4 separate regions of the Mus musculus genome follow, and regions 1, 3 and 4 are each linked to region 2. The links are chromatin contacts, called in public HiChIP or PLAC-seq and Micro-C maps. All regions are on one chromosome and are shown on one strand. The core of a region is the stretch at or near the end of the contact, and the rest is flanking DNA. Distances in the headings are between cores, read along the strand shown.

Region 1 (2,700 bases), core at 10-2,509, 480 kb after region 2:
ACGCAGAGTTTACCGTAAGTCAGGACAGAACAGGCAGTCGTTGGGCAACAGTTTTTGGAACTATTTCATAATTGCAGAAGGAAATCAAGATTTACATTCTGGGGCCTTGGGAGCTGTCTATAATTTTCTGGTGTTTAGACTACACCCAGCGGGGGCCACTTTGGTTAGAATCTTAAGGGATTTAGTGCAAAGGTTACAAAATAGTCCACCTATTGTTTGATGAAGTCTACTAAGGACACCAAAGCATTTTGAGAATATATTTTCTTGTTAAAACATGAGAAGGCTGAACTCCTGGCCGCCGAATCCCTCGGGGGTCTTCAGACAGTAGGCCATTTTCAAGCTAATATCCTTCGAAAGCACTGAGCTTTGAACTGACCCAACTAAACTGGGCCCAGAAAGGAGGAGGGCTTTGGCCTGAGAGAAGCAGACAGACTGAGTTAACCTAACCATTACTTTAATTAATATATGACATATATATATGTGTGTGTGTGTATACATATATAATAAATTAACCAAAAATGTATGCATTTCCAGAGACGTCAATGGCAGAGTGAGTCTCAAACTTTTTCCCCTCACTTTCAACCGCAAATCTGCATTCTCCCAGGTAGTAAACTGCGCATATTGGAGCGGTCCAAATAAGCGAACCCCAGGCAGGCGTCGTTCTCCCAGTGATCCAAACTGGTATTTCTGGTCGGAAAGTCAGGAGATCCCGGATGAGGACCCAGGCTCCCGAAGGCCAGAAGGTGGGGAGGGCTGCCCGCCCGCGCACGTGCCCCTCTAGCTGCAGTGGGTGCATCCACGGGCGGCTGCAGGACTCGGCCCCCGCCGGCCCCCAGCTCCCCCCGCCCCCGGCCACAGCGGCCGGAGGCCCCCGCTCGCTGCCGCACCCCGGCGTACCTGGCTCTCGGCGGCGGGGATGCCGGACTCGAGCTCGCACAGCGCGCGGAAGTTGTGCAGCTCGAAGTCGGCGTCGACCTGGAGGGAAAAGGTCACCTCGGAGAGGTCCCTCCGCACACAGTACACGGTGAGCAGCATGGCCCGGGCCCGACCCGGCTCGACTCGGCCCGGCCTGGGCGCTGGGCGGAAGGCAGTCGGCGGCTGGGGAGACCTGGCGGCAGCGGCGGGAGGGCGACGGGCGCGGGCTGCTCGCTCGCTCGCTCGCTCGCTCCTTTCCTCCCTCACACGCGCGCAATGACTCACTCGCTCCCGCCCTCGGCAGCCAGCGCGGCCGCCGCCACCCGCCTGCGACGCCGTCTGCCTGCCTGCCGGCCTGCCTCCCACCGCTGCCGTCAAGCTCGCGGGCCGCCCGCCCGGCGCCCCGCCCCGTCGCAACGCCACGGCCGTAAAGCGCGCCAGGCTGCCGGCAGCCTTCGCGACGCTAGGCTGTGGGGCAGGGCGGGGCTGGGGAGACTGGAGGGAGGAATGGGGATGCGGGGTGGGGGAACCCCACGATTTAATGCTTGAGCTCCGGAGTATTCCAGGATCCCAGTCCCAGTTAGTCATCCAACGGGGACCTACTGTGCGAATGGCGTGTGCATAAAAATGGTTGAAAGACAAATTAAGCACATCTTTCTAAAACAGAGTTTTCGTAATGGAAGTTGTCATTTCAGTAATATTAACTCGGTTTCGACTTGGTAATGAATGTAGGACGAAAATCCAGATCCTTTGCTGTGCTCGAGGCCCATCCCAGCCTGCGGGCTGGCATGGCTGCGCTGGCAGCCACACACACACAGCACAGTTCTTAGTTAACTCACTCTCAGACTGCATCCAGCACTGGACGTTTACTGGGTACGGTTTAGAATTTACTCCGTATACTGGGACTGGTAGCGCAAACCTGTAATCCCAGCTACTCAGGAGGGTGAACAGAAGGCTGGCAAATTCCAAGCCTGCCTGGATCATAAGTGTTCCAGTCTGAACAATTTACTTTAATGGTATAGATAAAATACCTTGTTGACATCTTGCCTACCAGGACCAAGCTCAACCTCAGCAGGACAAAAAGACAGTACTTGGGAAACAGTCGTTATTTTAGTGGCCACTCAATTCATAAGAAGATGTAGATACCAAGAATGGTAAAAATCCGAAAACATCTCCCGGGCCCACTAGGGTGGTCCACATTTGTAATCCCAGCACTCAGGAGTGTTTGGTTTCCAGTCCTGGATTAGGGGCTGAGGTATGCATTGTACAAATCAAAGGCTCAAGGTTCTCCTGACATCCCTCTGTCCCTACCTGGCAGGGACTCAGCTGCCCTTCCCCCAGAGACTCTTCTGCATTTAATACAGATATCATATCATATATGATATCATTGGTCTCTCTCTCCCCCCCACCCCCATTCTCTTTCTTTCTTTCTCTCTTTCTCTCTTTCTTTCTTTCTTTCTTTCTTTCTTTCTTTCTTTCTTTCTTTCTTTCTTTTCCCTCTTCTCCTTTCCCTTCCCATGGCGACTAATATGGCTTCCTTCCTCTCCTTCCTTGGGACCAGTGAATTCGTCCTCCTGACAGAAGCTTCCCAACCCAACAAACCCGCATTTACGACGAGCTAATCTGTCTTGAATTGGTTCATTTCACCATCATCCAGGAGCAGAGACTGCAGGATCACTACAAGCACAAGGATTTCCACTCCTGGCTCCGTGGAGCGAGGAGCCTCCTCCAGCAGAACAGGAAGGAAATGGGAAGCAGGGTGGCTGTGGATGCTGCAAGAACTTC
Region 2 (2,700 bases), core at 52-2,551:
AACATACTTTGATTATATTCTTTCCCCTCCCAGAACCTCTCCACTTCTCCCCCTCCCTACCCACCAAACTTGACGCTCTTTCAAAAGAAGCAAGCCAGGCAGCGGTACACGCTTTTAACCTCAGCATTTGGGAGGCAGAGCCAGAGTTCCAGGAAAGCTAGCACTACACAGAGCTGTCCTGTTTCAAAAAGAACAAGACCTTGGAGTCAGATTTGTGATGGCCAACTCTTTCTGAGCTCGAGGCTCTTGAGTGTGTTTGATACACCTGATGTCACTCCATTGAAGAAGGCTGATGTCCCCTTGCCTGCCAGTATCAGTTGCAAATAGCCTCTTGGTGAGGGGTGGGAGTTTATGTCCACTTTACCTTCCACACACTGGGATTTTTGTCTGGCTTGAGCTTGTGCGGGTCTTATGCATTTGACAGTCTCTGTGAGTTCATATGTGCATCTTCTTGTCGGGAGTCGGGAAACTTCAGTTTCCTCTGGATCCATTTGCCACTTCTGGCTCTTCCAGCCTCCCTGCCCACTCTCTGGAATAGATCCCTGAGCCTTGAGGGTATGAGAAACGTCTCCCATTTAGAGCTGAGTGCCCCTAAGTCTCTCAAAGAGCTGTGGGTCTCTGTTAATTTCCCATCTACTGTTAGAAGCGTCTCTGAGGAGGGCTGAGCGATGGGCTGATGTACGGGACAGCAAGCAGTGCGTCAGTAGGAGTCGGTTTATTGTTATGCTGATTAAGCAGAAACGTAGTAGGTTTTCTCCCTGGGGCCCCAAAAGGAGCCCGAGCAAATATCAAGTCAAGATTATTTTAGTATGAGCATAAATTTGTACCTGAATGGGGGATGACAGTTGTAGGATTGGTCCCTGTTGGCCACGCCCCTGGTACCGGTAAGAATATCACAGCCAGCCCAGTGGATTTGCCAGCCTCCCGCTGGTGTCTGTGCGCTTCACCTGGCTCTGATCCAGAACCCCTACACACACACACCCTGCAGGTGGAAGACCCACCAGGCACGGAGGAGGGTGGGGAGTGACTGTAGGAACACCGTGCTAAACCTGGGTGCGACCAGACCTGCCTGGGAGTGGACGGTGTGCTAAGTCCGGGAGGGGTGAAGCATGCCCGGGAGGTGCAGGGCCTGCCTGCGACGGCCGAGTGCGGTTGCCTGGGTAGGGCGGGGCCTGCCTTGGAGGGTTGCTGAGCCTAGAGGGCGGGGTCTGACAGGGGCCAGGAGGCGGGGGATGGGGGACGAGCCTGAGAGGGGAGGAGGTGCTGAGGGTGGAAGAGGAGGAGCGTTGAGCCTGGATGGAGCGAGGCTCTGACTACTGTAGAGGGACCTAGCTGGAACCGCAGGAAGCTGAGTCTGTCTAGTACACAGCTGTTCGGCGTCGTCTGGGTTGAAGCCGCAGGACCAACTTCTAAGGGAGGGGAGAGGCAGGAGAGCAGAGCTCGGAGTCCACATCCGAGAAGCTCTTGGGACCCCCAAGTCCAAGATATTTCACTACCGGCGAAGGAACTCGCCCTCAACTACTGGAAAAATGCTGGCCGCGCATCTGGCTTCGTCATCCCCTGGGAGGTAGGCTGAGCGTCTGTCTGGGATTTGCAAGCATCGTTGAGTTCAGGGTCTGACACTGGCCAACCTGCTGTAGAAGGAGATTTAGGACAAGGTCAATGTGACCATTCATTGTCAAGGAGCCAGAGAGGCGGCTCCGTAGTTAAGAGAGCTGGCAGCTCTTGTGAGGATCTGGGTTAGGTTCCCAACACCCACATTCACAACTCTCTCTATCTCCAGTTTGCCACGGGATCCGAAGCCCTCATCTGACATCTGTGGGTACCAAGCATGCATGTCGTGCATGCAAGCAAGCATTCATACAATGTAAAGGAAATCGTATTTAAATTTTTATTTTATTATTCTTTATGTGTATGAGTGTTTTGCCTGCGTGTTCACCACATATGTACCTAGTACCCACAGGGACCAAAAAAGGGCGTCAGATGCCCTAGATGGAGTTATAGACAGTTGTAAGGTACCATGTGGATGCTAGGAACCTAACCCGGGTCCTCTGCACGAGCGGTTCTCTTAACCATTGAACCATCTCTCCAAATCCAAATAAATATTTTTCAAAAAAAAAATTATTGCCAAGCTGCATCCTTGTTATCAAGCCCTCAGAAGGTGGAAACAAAAAGGTCACGGGTTCAAAGTCATCCTTGGCTATAAATCGAGCTCAAATCAAGCCTGGACTGCGTAGTAAGTTTGAGGCCAGCCTAAGCTACATAGGAGACTCTGCCTGGACAAAACTAAACAGAAAGATTAATCATTTTCTGGTCCCCTTTCCCCAGTTCCTTCTGATCTTCCTGCCTTTGGCAGCCTGGCTCCAGTGGAATGTGCCCGCTGTGGTACCTAACAAGTTCAAGGAGAGGTCCTGGCGGTCCATCAAGAGGCGCTGCTTTAGGTCAGTAAGACTTTGGACTCTGGCCCCACCCACATCTGGCTGATTACGCCTCCTAATTGCCCCCACGTCCTGGCTCCTCCCTTTCAAGCCCCGCCCGCTAGAGTGGAGCAAGGATTGGCCAGGCTCCTTTACAATAGTCTTGCCTTCGACACGCCCCCTTTTACCTTGAACTTTCACGGGGCCGAGAGAGCTTCCCTCCTCCAGGAGTGCCTGCTCCACCCGACCCGGTGCGAAAGAAACACAATTTCCTAAGCTTTTT
Region 3 (2,700 bases), core at 58-2,557, 420 kb after region 2:
GAAAAGAAAAGAAAAGAAAAGAAAAGAAAAGAAAAGAAAAGCAAGAAAGAAGAGGGCCAGAGAAATGCTTCAGTGGGTGAAGGCATTGCTGCCAAAACTTACACATTGAGTTTGAGTACTGGAATTAACAGGATAGGAGAGAATCAATTCTCAAAAGTTGACCTCTGACCTCCACTCTCCCATTTACATACGGACACACACACAGCTCCTAAAGTATAGTTACACACACACACACACACACACACACAGAAAAAGCATGAAGGCAGGCTAGTCAATCTTCCCCACTCCTCTATTTTTCGGTTTCACTATGTAGTCCAGGCTAGCTTGGACCTCAGGACTCTGCTTTAGCCTCCTGTGTGCTGGATGACAGAGATGCATCACCACACCCAGCCTTCTGAGGCTGGCCTGTCTCCTCACCCCTGTGCGTGCCCTTGACAGGTAGTCATTCCTACCAGGAATTGGGGCAATGACCAATACTAACAAGCCCCAACCCAAAGTGTCATAGTGTCACCGTCCCACGGCTTACCTTCCAAAACTACAACCCTAGACACCTCAGGTCCTCACTCAGAGCTCTGTAACTCGCTTTTTTCTAAACTGCCATCCTGGAGTTAGGACGACTTGGGGATTCCGTGGGTCCCCAAGCAATGTCGCAGGGCACAGCTGGGGTGACCAGCAGGTGCTGGTTCTCGGCCTTTGCCCCGAGGGAGGGAGGGAAGATGCAGTGGATTCCTCGAGGATGCTCTCCCTGCCCCGTCCTACCCGCAGCCTTCCCGAGGTGTCACGGGCCAGTCGCGGGAAGACAAGGCCGATTCGGGCACCGGGGAGCTCCGAGGACGCTGACCTCAACTTTGTTCTTTAAAAATAGCTCGGAGGCCGCGGCGCTCCCGGGAGTCGCCTGCTTCTCCAGCAGGGCCCAGGGTCGCCAGGACGACAGTGGCCCGGGGTCCCGGTCATGGAGGCGACCCGGGGGGGACTAGCGACGGGGACCGGGGAGGGGGTCGGGGCCGAAGGAGGCCGCTCACCTTCTTCACCGACAGCGAGATGTTCTCCAGGATTCGGTCCTTCACCTCCCGCGGCTCCATGGCGCTGCCGCCGCCGCCCCGCCGCCGCTTCCCACGCCGGGAGCCCGGGGCCGCCGCCAACCGCTGCCGCCGGCCGTGCGGGGGCTCCGTCGTGCCGGCCGCGGGCCCCGGCGCCCGCCGCCCTCGTCTCGCCTCGCCTCGCCTCGCCCGGGCCTCGCTCCGCCGCCGCCGCCTCCCGAGCGCCGAGCCGGGAAGGAGACGCGGGCCCTGCGCGGCCGCAGGAACTGATGTCAGGCGGGGCGGCGCCAGCACCGGCCGGGAGGGACGGCGGCGACCAGGCGGGCCCGCCTCCTCCGAGACCCGGGGCGATGGAGACCTGGGAGCTCAGAGATCCGGAGCCCCGGGGACCTGCAGACCTAGGGGACTCACACAGCCCGGATCGCATAGACCCAGGACCTCACAGAGCCAGAATCGCATAGATCCGGCACCGCAGAGCCTCGGGACCTCAAACACGCTGGGACTCAAAGACTTCGCCTCCCACTTCCCAATCCTGCACAAACTCCTCATGAGACCCTGGGAGCTCACCGATCTCCAGAGCCACCCTGCTCAAAGACCCCGGGAACCTCACAGACCCCGGGCCCCCTCCCAGCTCCTCTGAGATACCGTATTGTCCGTGTTGTCGTTCCCCTAACCCCTTGCAGCAAGGCCCTGCACGGGCCTAAAAACTGCCCCAGCTCCTTAGATATTGCTCCCTCTCTCCTTGCCCACACTTCCCTTCCCTGTAACATTCAAAGGCTCTCCTTCCAGGACCCGGCCAACTCCTTGAAGACCCCACTCAGGACCAGGACAGACGGGGCCCCTCCCTCATTCCAAACCTGACATTCCTCACCCTTGCCCACAAGGGGCCCCAGATATACCCGAATACTCGAGAGACTCTGGAGACAAGGCTTGGCCTGGCAGAGACACCTACCTATTCCTTTCCAACTGCTCCACGCACACCCCAGGGTTCCGAGGTTTGGACCGCCTAGAGCCACTCCAGCACCCAACGTTGCCCTGATGCCAGAGCTCAGCCCTCCATCCTCTCCAACACTCCAATTCACCGTTCTCAAGGTATCTTCTACTTCCAAAACAAGCCCTCTTCCCTATCGGCCCTCACACCCTCTGTCTTGGCTAGTTTTGTGTCAGCTCGACCAGGGACACAAGCTAGGTTCATCTGAGAGGAGAAAAACTCAGTTGAGAAAACGCCTCCATAAGATAAGGCTGTATGACATTTTCTTAATTAGTGATTGATGGGGGGTGGGAGGGAACACAGCCCATTGTGGTGCCATCCCTGGACTGGTGGTCCTGGGTTCTATAAGGAAGCAGGCTGAGCAACGTAGGGGAAGACAAGCCATCAGCTCCTGCCTCCAGGTTCTTGCCTGGTTTGACTTCCTGACTTAGCATCCCTCAGTAGACTGTAATTCGGGACATGTAAGCCAAATAAACCCCTCCTCCACCCCCAAGTAGCTTTGGTCATGGTGTTTCATCATAGCAATAGGAAGGTGACTAAGCCGGGCAGTGGCGGCGCACACTTTAATCCCAGCATTCCGGAGGCAGAGGCAGGCGGATTTCCGAGTTTGAGGCCAGCCTGGTCTACAGAATGAGTTCCAGGACAGCCAGGGCTACACAGAGAAACCCT
Region 4 (2,700 bases), core at 94-2,593, 280 kb before region 2:
AGGACTTGTCAATGGTCACATGGCCTTGAGGGGGCGATCAAGGTAACCCCCAGGGGTTCAGGCCTCTCCACACCCCCTTTAATGAGGCTACCTGGCAGAGAAGCCAGATTCAGGGTGAGTTCCCAGAAACTTGGCCCCATCTAGCCATTCCTCCTGTCATGGTAATTTCTCCAGTGTCTTCTAAAAGAGCCAGCGTGAGGAAACCCAAGACTATAAACAGTGCCCTCCTCTGCCAAAGGTGAGCGGAAAGAAATCAAATCCTTCCTCTGGTAACAAGGACCAGCAAAGTCACTGGGTGCCCCAAGAGACCAAGTGACTTGGGATACCAAGATCACGCCTGCCCAAGGTGGTCAAATCCCCAGTCAGAGGGTGGGGGGCTCTGAGAGAACCCATAAAAGGTGTCAGAAAGGCTGGACAGTGGTGGCGCATGCCTTTAATCCCAGCACTTGGAAGGCAAAGGCAGGCGGATTTCTGAGTTCAAGTCCAGTCTGGTCTACAAAGTGAGTTCCAGGACAGTCAGGGCTACACAGAGAAACCCTGTCTAGAAGTGCCAGAAAAAAAAAGCAGCTCAGGTGACTAAGGAAACTGACGAAATCTGAGGACACAGGTCGGTTAGTAGAAGGCTTGTTCAGCACACACAGGCATGGTGGCACACAGCTGTAATCCCAGCTCTCTGCAGTTCTTTACCTGTAGGAAGATCTGAAGTTGGGGACAGTGGACAGCCTGTGGGTCCTTGGTGGACAGCCTATAAGCTACATCACCCATCTTTCCTATTGTCATCTTCCTTGGGGTTAGAGAGGAATTAGGTGAGCAGCTCGCTCACTTACCACAGCATTCCAGAGGCTGGCACCAGCCACATACTAGGTACCCTTTCTGGCTGCTTTGGTTTTGGTTTTGTGTGTTTTGAGGCAGGGTCTCAAGTATCCCAGATGGACTCGACCTCATTAAGTAGCGGAGGGTGAGCTTGGTTCTCCTACTGTCTCCATATGCCGGGCATGCAACTTCTGTACCGACGTGACGTTCATCTTTTGATCACTTCAGTCACTTAACAAGTGTCCCAATCAGGTAGGGACTGACAGGTTCTCTAGATTTAGCACAAAGCTGACCAGACAAGAGTCACAGGTGATTGACAGACACCACTGCAAGTAGAGAAGGGTTAAAAATCACAGCCACCAGCAGAATAGGAAAGCCCCGCCCTCCTGGCCTCTGCCCCGCCCCTCCACGCTACCCTTCCCTCTCCCGCCCCTCAGACTCCAGAGGTCACCTTAGGAACATAGGAAGCCCAGTGGGCATGCGCCCTACGGGCCGCTGCTGCACACACGCACTTCCTGTACATTGGCTCGGAGAAACCGGAAGCGGCCTTCCACTCGTTGGCGCTTAGGCGGCTAGCGGTCCTCAGGGTGAGAGGCCGGCTTCCCACCGCGGTGTTCGACGGGATGCCGGAGGGGAAGGGGTGGGGCTGACGTCAGGAGCCAAAATGGCGGCGACGGTCGGGGTCTCCTTGAAGCGCGGCTTCCCGGCTGCCGTTCTCGGCAGAGTCGGCCTGCAGGTGAGCCCGGGAGCCGTGGTTCAGTGGGGAGCCGTGCCCGTCACCGAGGCTGCCTGGGTAGAGAGGCCGCGGAGAGGCGGAAGGAGCCCGGGTCCAGGCCTCGGGGGAGGACTTAACCCGGCATCCTGCTCTTGAGCATCCTTTCAGACAGCCATTCCGCGCTTCTCCATCACCGGAGAGAGAGGCGCGGCCGGGAGGAGGTTGGAAGAGAGAACAGAAAGACAGAGGTCTGGGAGGAGGACAGGGAGAGGTCAAGGTCATAGGATGAGCGACCTGTGGTCGGGACCCAGAATCAAATCCTGCTAGTTGTACTCCGCCAGGCTTGTGTGAAAGGGAGGCCTGCGGGGTGTCTGGGGTGGGACCCGGGAGGCCAGGTCGCACCTCCAGGTTAGGCTGGTCTGGATCGGTCAGGTCGGAGGGCGGTGGACTCTGCAAGGCAATGCACTTGACCCGCAGAGGAAGGGAGACATGAAAGAAAGCGACCCCGACCCCTTGAAAGATCCGTACTGTGGAAGTCTGCAGGCAAGACCCGGTTCCCTGAAGCGTGCTTATTCAGGGGTGTGTAGCGGCACTGATCTCATACCGCTGGCATGGGATGACAGGCAGAGCCTGGAGCTGCTTTTGTTAATAATTCTGTAGTAGCTCTGTCATAGGTCTCCCCACACGCCCTGTATCCTCGGGAGCTGCACAGTAGAAGCATTTAGAAAGGCGAGAAAAACTGCCTCTCCTTACTTTACAGATACCATTCAGTCCTCCTCTGGGCTTCTGGATAGTCCTTCACAGGCGGACAACAGGAACTCCCATTTTGTTTTGGGGGGTTTTGTTGGTTTTTTTTTTTTTTTTTTTTAGATTTGTGTGTGTGTGTATGAGTGTGTGCTTTCATGTATATGCACCATGTGCCCGTGGAGAAAAGAGAGCTGTATTTCCTGAACTGGAGTCACAGGTGGTTATCAGCCGCCATATGCGTGCAGGGAACTGAACTCTGCTCCTTCCAAAGTGCTAAGATGAATCTCCACCCTGTGATAATTTTAGTGTTGTTTTGGTTAGGTTTTGACTTTTCGGACAGTGTCTTTATGCAACCCTGGCTGGCCTGGAACTCAGAGATTCTCCGGCTTCAGCCTTCTGGGTGCTGGGATTAAAGGTGTGAGCCA

The links. A called contact is a pair of places that touch in the nucleus more often than the background predicts. HiChIP or PLAC-seq counts read pairs in DNA pulled down with a chosen protein or histone mark.
Region 1: an HNF4G HiChIP or PLAC-seq map of pancreatic cancer cells shows a contact between it and region 2. The contact joins the promoter of Ddi2 here to the promoter of Arhgef19 in region 2. A contact is called at or near these places in 1 of 484 Hi-C or Micro-C datasets (liver), 4 of 115 datasets of contacts at active chromatin or transcription factors (embryonic limb bud, large pre-B cells, microglia and 1 more) and 1 of 9 other capture datasets (adipose tissue).
Region 3: an H3K27ac HiChIP or PLAC-seq map of microglia shows a contact between it and region 2, with 4 times the contacts expected there. The contact joins the promoter of Plekhm2 here to the promoter of Arhgef19 in region 2. A contact is called at or near these places in 2 of 115 datasets of contacts at active chromatin or transcription factors (astrocytes and microglia) and 1 of 9 other capture datasets (adipose tissue).
Region 4: a Micro-C map of embryonic stem cells shows a contact between it and region 2, with 2.4 times the contacts expected there. The contact joins the promoter of Sdhb here to the promoter of Arhgef19 in region 2. A contact is called at or near these places in 1 of 484 Hi-C or Micro-C datasets (embryonic stem cells) and 2 of 115 datasets of contacts at active chromatin or transcription factors (embryonic stem cells and pancreatic cancer cells).

The regions. Positions count from the first base shown.
Region 1 is chr4:141,722,160-141,724,859 of GRCm38.p6, forward strand. Ddi2 (DNA-damage inducible protein 2) reads right to left here and starts at 1,260. Exons shown (of 10, transcript NM_001017966.2): 1 at 898-1,260. The coding sequence starts at 1,035.
Region 2 is chr4:141,238,304-141,241,003 of GRCm38.p6, forward strand. Arhgef19 (Rho guanine nucleotide exchange factor (GEF) 19) reads left to right here and starts at 1,302. Exons shown (of 18, transcript NM_001379647.1): 1 at 1,302-1,567; 2 at 2,329-2,441. It overlaps C630004L07Rik (RIKEN cDNA C630004L07 gene), which reads right to left. Exons shown (of 2, transcript NR_165245.1): 2 at 1-1,634.
Region 3 is chr4:141,662,839-141,665,538 of GRCm38.p6, forward strand. It overlaps Plekhm2 (pleckstrin homology domain containing, family M (with RUN domain) member 2), which reads right to left and starts at 1,308. Exons shown (of 20, transcript NM_001033150.2): 1 at 1,023-1,308. The coding sequence starts at 1,082.
Region 4 is chr4:140,959,928-140,962,627 of GRCm38.p6, forward strand. Sdhb (succinate dehydrogenase complex, subunit B, iron sulfur (Ip)) reads left to right here and starts at 1,344. Exons shown (of 8, transcript NM_023374.4): 1 at 1,344-1,549. The coding sequence starts at 1,478.